Linked DNA regions of Mustela erminea: region 2 is linked to region 1. A link is a contact called in public Hi-C data. All regions are on one chromosome and are shown on one strand. Each heading gives the region's core, a stretch centred on a gene start, on an enhancer-like site or on the middle of the called end of the contact. The rest is flanking DNA. Distances are from core to core; before and after follow the strand shown. Region 1 holds the start of ARFIP2 (arfaptin-2). Region 2 holds the start of TPP1 (tripeptidyl-peptidase 1).

Region 1 (5,302 bases), core at 1,686-4,185:
AGGCAAGGGAGGGACTCTGATTAGGCTGAGCACTGATGCAGAGAAGGGTTACTTGTGAGGCATCTAGTGTGCCATCTCCCCCACCCCTCCAACTTCTGAACCTCTGTACAAACCCTTAGGCTGCCTCCACAGGTGAGTGCTGCTGGGGGTAGGGCTGGGCCTACCCTGGAGGGGTTCTCCCTCTGGGCTGCAGGAGGGAGGGAGGGAGGGAGGCTGAGGGCTGACTGCCTGGGAGGGCCCGGGCCCAGTCCCCCCACCCTCTTTGGCCTGACCAAGGCACCTGAAGCTCTGGGGACTTCTGGCTGAGATCAGCAAAGGCGTCACCTAGTGCATGCTGAGTCTGCAGCAGGCTGTAGAGGTGGGCTGTCAGTGCCCGGCCCAGCTGCAGGACACTTTCATACTTGCGCTTCGTCTCACGCAGCAACTCAATCTGCAGCTCCAGCTCCAGGTCCACAGTCCGGGAGCCTCGGCCAAATCGCTCTGATAACAGCTGCTTTGTGCACTGATTGGGAAGTGGGGGAACAGGTCAGAGACCCTAGCACCTTGCCCCTCCCCCCAACAGGTATTGACCCTAGCATCCCCACACTCCTAGCCTCGGCCATAGATGGGATAGTGGAATCTGGAATATGGGGTAAAGGTACCCAGGAAAAGTGTGGGAAAAGGGAAAAGTGCTTAAATCCCACCTTGTATGTGTTGATGCCCCATTTCTTGACGATGTCAAACTTCTCTCCAGCGATGCCCCGAGCCACCTCATCTCCAGGGCCAGCAGGAGTGGTACTGTGAGATGGATGGCGGCCAGACCCTAAAGAACCAAGTTCTCTGACACCAGCCTCTCTCAGATATAACCAGACATTTCTGTGGGTCCACCCATACCTCCTAGCCAACATTTCAATGACTTTACTGAAATAGCAGAAACTAGAGACAATGAGATTCTCCTACTCACTAGGAACAGAACTCATACCTTGTGCCCTGAGACCCAAATTCCAATATACATCTGGCCTCCTTCTGAGGTGGTGATAGGGACTGGGGTGTGGAAGGGAGTTGCTGGTGTACAGGGGCAGAGAAGATGGAAGAAAATATGCTAAGAATGGGGTGGCAGGTCAAGGATGGTGGCTCCTGATAATAAGAAACCTCACTGACATCCTCATGTGGAATCCGAGTCAGTGTGAGATTCAAGAATATTTGCTTCTCTAAACTTTAGAGTCTAAACCAAACTCTGAGAAGCTTCAGAGTTCCAAATCTGTCTCAAGCTCCAGAGAAGGGAGAATGTCTGTGAAACAGAGTTCTTTATGTGATTCGGGTAGTTGCAGCAGAGAAAGGAAAAATGGTCACATCTTAGGGGCTAAATGGCAAATGGGAGCAGCTGGACAACCCTGGGCTCTAGCCTTGGGCTCTAGCTAAGGACAGTCCATAGGTCTCATACTAGCAGAAGTTCCCAGTATCTCCAGACATACTTCAAGCTATCTTAGGCATACCCTATACTCCCCAAAACCATTACCCTACCCTCTCTCCAAACAAGTTTCCTGTCCTGTTCTGATCATTCATACCTGTGGGGATGAGTCCGTCACCAGAGCCCCCATAGCCACCAGACACAATGCTGGTTTCATTGAGGTTGGGTCCTGACACCATCACCTGCTGGAGGTCCTATAGGCCAGAGAAGAGGGGGGCTTCAGGAACATTGGGGCAGCTGAAGCATTTGGGGGGTGAGAACAAGCTTGGATTGAAGCATCACAGAGAGAGCACACAAGGGAAGTCTGCATAGAATCAGAATGAAGATTTGTAAAAAGATTGGCGGGAATTAGGTAAGTTAGGGGAAAACTAATGGAATGGGGTAAGAGCCCAGGGCTTATGATGTGGGATTCCTAAATTAAAACAATATGGAGAAGAATCAAACAGAAGCACCTGCTCCAGCCCATCATCCTCAGGAAGCTGCCCAGCTTCACCGTTCCCGTGGATGGGGATCTCCATTGTGGCTGCCTTCCCTAGGATCCCGTCCGTCATGGCTAGGGAGGGGACTGGAGTCAAAGTCTCCACCCCAGTGCCCTGCAAAGCCCAACACAAACAGTTCTGGAAACTGGCCAATACTCCAGAAAGAAAGGTCTCCCCCACCATTTCAGAGATTTTAGAAGTTGTCCCAAGACTGGAGTATTCTAGGGTTGGACCCCCACTCCTTTCTTCTTACGGATATGTATTTCTTCCCTCCAAGATGTGTTATCTTTCCACATGCACACCCAGGCCCCAGGTGTCTTCTCATGAACCCTCAACCCCATCAGGACTCAGGTGATCATTCATGCATTCAGTCATTCAACAGACATTTGATAAGTGCCTACTATGTGTCATGCATTATTTGAAGATAAGGTCTGTGCTGTCTTGGAACCTACCCCATGCAGCTGTTTCCCCCCACCAGATTAACCCCTTTCCAAGGCTCAGGAGCTTACTCCTCCCATTCGGGTATGTTCTCCATTGCTTGGCTTTTCACACTCCCTTAGTGTTTCTTCCCCTTTCCCTCAGGTGGTCTCCTCTTCTTCCATCCCATGCACCTCCTTTTCCTCGGGCCCTCCCCCCCAGGCCTTAGTTGAATCAGTTGGTGTATGTTCTCGGTCTCTGGGAAAAGCCTCTTTTTCCCAGAACATAGTGATCCCTTCCAAAGTCAGTTATGTCCCCCAGGTGTGTTAGTCCCCGCCCCCCCCCCCATACACCTGGGCATCAGGTGTGTCCTCATCCTTCCCCAAGGCTCAGTGGCATCTTCCCTTAGGGCAGGTTCGTGCGTTCAACTTCCCCTCGCCCAAGTATGTCCTTCTCACCTCCGGCCGGGCCGCTCTTCCCCTCAGGGCGCCAGGCCCGGGCCGCGCGGGGACCTCGGGCTCCAGTTCCCGTCGCGATCCTAGCAGCAGGTCAGGAACTCGGCGGAAGTGACGTCCCCTCCCGGGCAGAAGAAGCCGGCCACGTCGCAGATTATAAGGGCGGAAATGACGTTTAGCCGGGGCCTGGCGATCCTTGAGCCAACCCCCTCAGTCCCTGGGGAGCTGGGAGAGATCACTTCCGGGGCGTTACCGAGTGGCTGTAAGGAAGTGACGTATGAGAGCTGGTGGCGCGATGGAGCCACAGCAGCAGCAGCAGCAACTGAGGAACGTGAGTGGGTGCTAAGTCGCTGCAGGGCCATAGGTTCAGCTAGGATCCTTGCCCATTTGGCTGGACTTCGGAAGCCTGGGAACGTCGGGCTGTGGCGTGCGGTCCTGGGAAACTCGAGCAACGAGGCCTCCAGGAGCCCCCTCATTGCTGAGTTCTTTGTCCCCTTTTCTCCTAGTTGCGGGACTTCCTGTTGGTCTACAATCGGATGACCGAACTCTGCTTCCAGCGCTGCGTGCCCAGCCTGCACCACCGAGCTTTGGATGCTGAGGAGGTTAGGTGGGGAACTCTGTAGGGAGGTTCGCGGTAGACTGTTCCCAACCCCGACTTCCCTTGCCTCGGGCTCTGGCCTTTCCACGACCCATCTTGCCCCTAGGCTAGGGATGGGAAGGAAGGAGACGGATCCGACAGGACACCTTTGGCCTCTGCTTTACCCTGTCTTCTATCCAGGAAGCCTGTTTGCACAGCTGTGCTGGGAAGCTGATCCATTCCAACCACCGCCTCATGGCCGCTTATGTGCAGCTCATGCCTGCTCTGGTACAGCGCCGCATCGCAGACTACGAGGCTGCCTCACCTGGGCCAGGTGTTGCTGCTGAACAGTCCGGAACCTCACCATCAGGCAGCTAGCCCTCTCAACTCCAGGAAGGGAGGCACTGGATGGACCCTCAAGTTGAAGGAGCCAGTGGACCTTGGGCTGGATGCAGCCTGTATATAGAGTGAGGGGTTACCTGAGAGCTGGGTACTATTGCTCCTTTTCCCGGAGCCAATAAACCCGCTTTTACTCTCTTTGGTTTATGTCCTGGTCGGGGAAGGTTTGCCCATTTTATTGGCATCATCCTTTATTCTGTTAGCTTGCACATATCGGTTGGCTTCAGCCCTGGCAGTGGAGAAATTGCTGTCTGTGTGTAGAAGGAAAACCTCAACATTCCCAGGCACCTGGTTATAGCAAGGTCTGTGGGTTAAATTTTAATGTTAGTGACATCAACAGGAAGCTGGTTTCTGCCCAGATGGCAGAGAAAATGAGACCTCTTTCTAGCTCTCTTTCACTTAAACCTGTCTGACTTAAATGGCTCATTTGTGAGCCAGTGTGCAGTCATTCATAACTCTTTTTGTGGACTCTAAGGAATTCTGCTAGATGTAGGGAATGGAGGAGATAACTAAGGACAACAGATAAGAAATCACAGACAGGGTTTCTAGGCATTGCCTCCTGGAAACTCAGTAGCTCCAAAACAAAGATGAAACCTGTAAGAATTTTGGGGTGTTCTGGAACTTCAGCCATCTTCCCAAGTTGTTACTTTCTTACTATTTTCTGTCTACCCCAGGATGAGTGGTAAAGCCTTCACACAAAAGAAGATCTGTGTGCTTGTCTTCAGGAGAGTCAGAAAGGGGAAACTTGGAGGACCATATTCTGCTATATAGCCAGACCTGAAGGACAGAAGCCCAAGGGAGAAGTAGATGATGGTGGTTATGGGGAAAAAGAGGATAAAGCAAATCCTTGGGACTGCTTTATTGTTACCTGCATGTCTATAATTTCAACTCTTCTGTCCTCTTCCCTATGTTCCTGCTGTCTCTTTTCTGTTATTTCCGTGTTGAGCCTCTCCATTCTTCTCTCATTTATTGTCCTCCTTTTGAAATTTACTTCTGTATTCAGCAGTCTCAATGACCTATCCTCCATCACTGCATTTTCTTGCCTCCCTTGTGTCCTTTTTATATCATTCCAGCTGTTTTATCTTTTCTTTTCCTCCATTGAGACTGCTAGAGAAAAACACAGCTGTGTAACGAGTGGTACTAAATATTCAAGGTCTCCAATTTCAACAAAGCCCTCACTGCCAACAAGCAACCCTTTGTGGCCTCCTGGTGTATTTCATCTCCTAATCACCATGGTGATTATTTTACATCTTCACTGTTCTCCTTATCTCCCACTTCACGTTCAGCTGTTCCCCATCAGGTGACCATGTTTGTTTTTTATAGAGCAAATGGAAGTTCTTAGACATTGGCTCCCACAATAATAACAAAAACTCCTTATAACTACGCACAGAGCAGAAATCCCCAACCCCCCACCCCACCCCACCCCACCCCCGTGTGGATCAGGAAGTTGAGATTCTCTAGTAGCAGATCCTTATAGATAACAGATCTGACTTTAAAACCCATGTACTTTTTATTACACCAGGCT
Region 2 (5,302 bases), core at 1,464-3,963, 130 kb after region 1:
TTCCAGATAGGACGTGAGGACCCAGGGGAGGAGTCACAGAACAAGGCCCAGCATGGAGAGGCACCTTGGATAGGGTGTCAGGACCCTGGAGGTGTCTGCCCAGCTCACCTGGGCACAGGCTTGGCTGTTGTTGGTTGTGCCAGAGCCCACGTCTTGTGCTGTCAAGTTGTATCGCTGACGGATCACGGATGGGGTCACCCCCAGGTGCAGGCCAACTGTCCCTGACACCTGTGGCTCAGGGCGTTGCCTCAGGGATGATGTGGGGGGAAAGCGGTGCAGCCCGCCCACTGTGAGGAGGGGTTAGGCTTAAGGAGATCTTTTAGACTCCAACCCCGACTTTACCACTGACCCCACCCCAAGCCCCCATGGCACCTAAAATTTTCCAGCCCCTGGTTCTGCCTGCTTCAAACCCACCAACCCCACTGGGTGTTACCAAAGTCCACATGAGGGGCCAAGGCCTTCGGGAGCTGGTATGGACGTGGGGACCTTATAACATGGATCTCTGCTGGTCCCCCCACATAGCGATGAAACTCAGCCCCAGAGAGCAGCAGTTCTGCCTGTCTGGAGGTCAGAGATCAGAGAACAGAGATCAGAAACCACAGACCAGAGCAGAGGAAGCTACCTGAGCATCACTGCTCATCCTTATCTCCCTGTTCTCTCTCACCCACAAGCTCCCACCAGCTCTCAGCTCTCTCCCATTGGGGTGACTCGTTTCCCCGATGACATGACTGGTACCCTCCATGGGGAAATCCTTCCGTCTCACCGGACACTCAGCCAGCAGGTCAGAAAGTCCTGTGTGGTCACTGAGTGGCAGTTCCGGGCTCCAGCTGCCAAGAGCCATTTTTGGACTGTGCGGAGGGTCAGTGGTGATGGCCGGACCAGTTCAGCCACATCCTCTAGGGTCAGGTATTTTCCTGCAGGAATTCAGTAGAGGATCTTGCCTTCATTCATTGCTTTTCCAAGTTGCTCATTTTGGACCTCAACCAGGAGACATTGGGATTTCCCAGGGACCCTGGAACAGGGTCATCAGGGATAAGTGGAAACTTTCTAGCACAGAGGCAGGCTGTGCAGGTGAATGCCATGGCCAGAAATATGGATTTTCCCTAAAGGCCAGAAGGTTGCAAATGCTGCATCAGAGCATGTATTGCCATAATTATAAACAACAAATGAGGTTAAAAATTAAAATTTTCCGTAAGTTTATTTCTGAGTAAAAGTTTTCCAAACTTTTAGAACCAATTATAAGGTAACATCTAATTCAGTTCCAGTCTTCATACTTATTGATTTTAAGCTTAACATGATGGTGAGTCACTATTTTCCTGCACAGTGCTATGTACACAGCTCCAGGGTGAATCTGAGACTGCCCTCTCACACACATACCAGTGCCCCCCCCAACCATGAAGGGCTTCTTGCAAGGGAGGGACATCATCCAGCATGACCACTGGAACAGAACACTGTTTTAGAGCAGAGTAGGGAGCAGAGTGGGGAGTGGGGTGGACCACTGGGGACTGGGCAGCAGTCTGGGTGCAAGAATAAACAAATGAGTGGGCGGTTACAAGCAATGGTAAAAAGCAGATGACTCCAAAGGCTCTTTGAGAGCCAGAACTGGAAATGAGAGTTCTGAAGTCTGACTGCAGGAGGAACAATTGTGGTTTTGATGGTGGGGAATGAGCACCTATCTGTACTGGGTACTACTTCCCATGTGTCTGCAAGTAGTAGAGTCAGCATTTGAATCCAGGTTTGTTCTCACAGCCTGTGCTCTTAACTTTCAGGTTTCAAGCCTGATAAACATAGGTCAAAAGTTTTGGAGGAAAGAATTTGAGTGAGTTTTGGACAGTTTACTTCCAGATCCCTTTTATTAAATTCAGAAACTGCTCGAGAGTCACAGCCATTCAACTGCCCTGTATCACCACCTTCCTCAGCACCAAGAGCATGACCTTAACGTTATGTGTGCCATCCCACAGTCAGCCCAGCCCGGGGTCCTTTCACAACATCCCACTTCCCAGTCCCAATCCCTATTCCCATAGGCACCATAATGAGGAGAGCCAGGATCCGACACAGCCTGCACCAGCTCGGACAATCTTTTCACGTTCTGCTGTCTCAGGGCAAAAGTGAGACTCAGGTCTTCCTCGGAGTCTACACGGCCCAGGGACACCCAGCCTGGGGGCAATCTGCAGGGTCAGAGGTCAGGAACATGGGCTTTGTTAGTGTGGGGATGGGAAATATTAATCATGGAAGGTTCAGGATTAGGGACTGAGACCTGGGGTAGGATCCCAGAGGCAGATACGGCTCACAGGAGGTGAATGATTGGGGACTCAGCCTGGGAACCTGGGGATAAGACTGTGGAGTGGGTACCAGGAGCTGGTAAGGGGTGAGGGAGTCTGGGCCAAGAGAGTGGGCACAGGACAGGGCCTAGGGAAGGGGGCAGTGTGTGCTAAGTCAACTCACGTCCGCTGCTGGTCCGGCTCCGGGCTGTAACTGCATTTGCCGGTGACGAAGAGGGCAAGGAGCCCTAGGAAGCTGCAGAGGCGGCAGGCGGGTTTCAGCGGGAGCCGGACTGCCACTGTATTCCCACCCTCCAACATAATCCCCTCCTCCCGGGGTCCCCTAATTTCTCACCAGGTTCGGAGTCTCATGCTGCCTTTCTGGAGATCCGCTGTCATGTGACAGATCACATGAGCCTTATATTCCACCACCACCACCACCACCACCACGTGGCTGCCCTGCTGGCTCCTCCTCCAAATGGGCGGGGCTGCGACTGGATCCTTCATCTGTGGCTCCCAGACCACTGGGTTCATACAGGGCTCCCCCTAGCTGCTAGAGGCCTGCTGGCACTCACCAAGGGGTATAGGGGAGCACTTACGAAAGGGGCTCTGGTGGGGCACCTGGGTGGCTCAGTGGGTTAAGAGGGAGCCTGCTTCCCCTCTCTCTCTGCTTACCTCTCTACCTACTTGAGATCTCTGTCAAATAAATACATAAAATCTTAAAAAAAAAAAAAAAGAAAGAAAAGAAAAGAAAGGTGATCTGGGGCACACAGACCTACAGACCGGGGTTCCTCCTTAGTTGTACGGTATCAAGAAAACCACCCAACTTCTCTAAGCCTAGGTTTCATTTAGAATATGGAAATGGTTAGATCTAAAGTGCTGTGCCTCGTGGGATTGCAGTGAACATTTACAGAGATAAAACAGGCACACTGCTCAGCAGAGAGCCTGGTGTGGCAAAGGCTTAAAAGATGTGAGCTTTTCTTACACGTGGATTCTCAGGCCTAGCTGGTTATCCCCAAGATCTTTCCTTACCCAGCCAATTCCTCTCTAGGTCACTGCCTCAAGGAAGCCCCTGCTGTCTGCCTTCCAACCCTTGTGAATGGGAAAGGCCAACTGCAGAGATGTGACCATCAGCCTCAGGCTTGGGCTCCCAGTGCTGTCCCCACCCTAGATGCCTCTGTGTCCACCACCCCTCCATGCCCCCTGAGGTGTCCACAGTGTATCAGTTGTCTTGCAATCATCCCCCATCCCCATGGCCCCCACAGAATACAGCCGGACACTGGATACAAACTGCAGTTTATTAAGGCTCCAGAGTGAGAATTGGCACTTGGTTCTGTGCAGGGGCAGGGGTGTCAATAGAACCCAAGAAAGCTGGGCCCAAACAAGTTGGAGGGACCTCGCCCATTCCCCTACCCCCCAATAAATAAAGTCTCAGCTCCACCTCAGGGTGCTGGTGCAGGGCAGGAAGCCCTCACTGAGGAGAACCCAGGGCTGCTGCCTCCTTATTTCTCCCCACATTGGACCTGTCCCCAGGTCAGTGCCCCCACAGAGCCTCTGTGGCACTGTGCTCTGACAGAGCTGGGTGAGACGTGGGACCTGCCCCCACTGGAGGGGTTCAGGATGGGAAGCTGGCCTCCCCCGTGGTCAGTCATGGTCCGAGGCTGCCAAGGGCAGGCTCAGATGGGGCCTGCATTGGGGACACTGTGCGCATCCCAGGTCGGGGCCCAGCCTGGGCCACAGCTAGATGTGCAGCTCTGTGTCATCAGGAGGCTCCAGGCCAGACTCTGCGCTGAGAGCTGAGGCTGAGGGACCCTGGGCTACCCCAAATGGTGAGACAACGGGTGACCGAGCAGCCAGAGGAGAGAGTGAAGGTGAGAAGCTGGGAGACATGGCAGCTGAGGATAGGGAGCCTTCATGGCTGATAGGGGAGCGGTGAGAGGCTGGTGGGAAGATGGCCCGGGTTGCTGCCGTGCTGGCTGGTTTCGGGGGCACAGACTTGGCTCCTGGGTGGGCCACAGCAGTGATGAGGGGCGGCGGGTCAATACGGGGAGCCGGGGGACATGGCCGAGTTTCATCCTTGAGCCGGGCAATCTCTGTGAAGACACTGGCCAGTGGCTGGAACTGAGGGCACCAACTCAGCAGGTAGTCCCAGTTATAGCTGCCACGGAGCTCCTCCTCACCAGCCACAATGGCTGTCAGTGCACCTGCCACACATGGCTTGCCATCTGCTGGGAAGCCATAGTCCCCGGTGGGTGCAGGGCTCAGGCCACAGCCCCCGAGGAAGGCTGTGGCAGTGGCTGGTGGGCCCTCTTCTCGGTACAGAGTGGCTCCTGTACCTGGCAGCAGCAGCCCTGCCTTGCGGCCCTTATACCAGGTGTCAGGGGCAGGTGGCTCACAGGATGTATCGCTCAGTCCATCTGCATCTTGCTGGATGCCAGAGTCTGGGCCACGGGCAGCCAAGGAAGAAGCCACACTGGCCACACGTGGGAATTCATTGATCATGCGGATCTCGTCATCCTCTGCAGCCTCTGCTGAGCCTCGGCCACTGGAGTGTGAAGGGTCTAAGGAGCCACCTCGGGGGTAGGGTCCTCCAGCTCCTGGCCCACCATAGCTGGGGAGTGTCTGGTGATAGAGGTGCTCTGAGGGCGGTGGGCTGGGTGGCTCTCGGCCTAGCTTCTGCAGAGAGCCACTGGCCAGGGGTGCTGCCTGTGACATTGGACCAGGTGCTGCCTCAGCCTTGCGGCTACGGGCCCGCACCAGCCCCAGGACCAAGGCTGCAAGCGCAAGCACCACCACAACTCCTAGGGAGGCCGCCACAGCCCCCACCAACAGTAGGTTGAGGTCGGGTGCCAGGCCTAGTGCAGTGTGGGTGATATCCACAGTCACAGGCACTGTGGCACTCCGGGAACCAGGTAGAGGCCCCCGTGCCACCACCTCCAGCCTCAGCTCCCGTGGTGCCTCACGCCGTGTCCGGCCTCCATTTCCAGAAGTGCCTGTTCCACTGCCTGGTGCCCGGCTGTCCACTCGAAGGTACAGGGCGC

The links. Hi-C and Micro-C count contacts between places; a contact is called where the count stands out from the background.
Region 2: a contact with region 1 is called in a Hi-C map of spleen, with 4 times the contacts expected there. The contact joins the promoter of TPP1 here to the promoter of ARFIP2 in region 1. A contact is called at or near these places in 2 of 3 Hi-C or Micro-C datasets (skeletal muscle and spleen).

What each region holds. Positions count from the first base shown.
Region 1 is chr9:61,453,800-61,459,101 of mMusErm1.Pri, forward strand. It overlaps ARFIP2 (arfaptin-2), which reads right to left and starts at 2,936. Exons shown (of 8, transcript XM_032358829.1): 1 at 2,805-2,936; 2 at 1,903-2,043; 3 at 1,548-1,644; 4 at 684-802; 5 at 281-502. The coding sequence starts at 2,001. TIMM10B (mitochondrial import inner membrane translocase subunit Tim10 B) reads left to right here and starts at 3,035. Exons shown (of 3, transcript XM_032359139.1): 1 at 3,035-3,132; 2 at 3,308-3,403; 3 at 3,580-3,914. The coding sequence starts at 3,079. The coding sequence ends at 3,756.
Region 2 is chr9:61,583,828-61,589,129 of mMusErm1.Pri, forward strand. TPP1 (tripeptidyl-peptidase 1) reads right to left here and starts at 2,714. Exons shown (of 13, transcript XM_032358915.1): 1 at 2,617-2,714; 2 at 2,446-2,517; 3 at 2,029-2,168; 4 at 764-914; 5 at 434-561; 6 at 109-287. The coding sequence starts at 2,660. DCHS1 (protocadherin-16) reads right to left here. Exons shown (of 21, transcript XM_032358912.1): 21 at 3,546-5,302. The coding sequence ends at 4,002.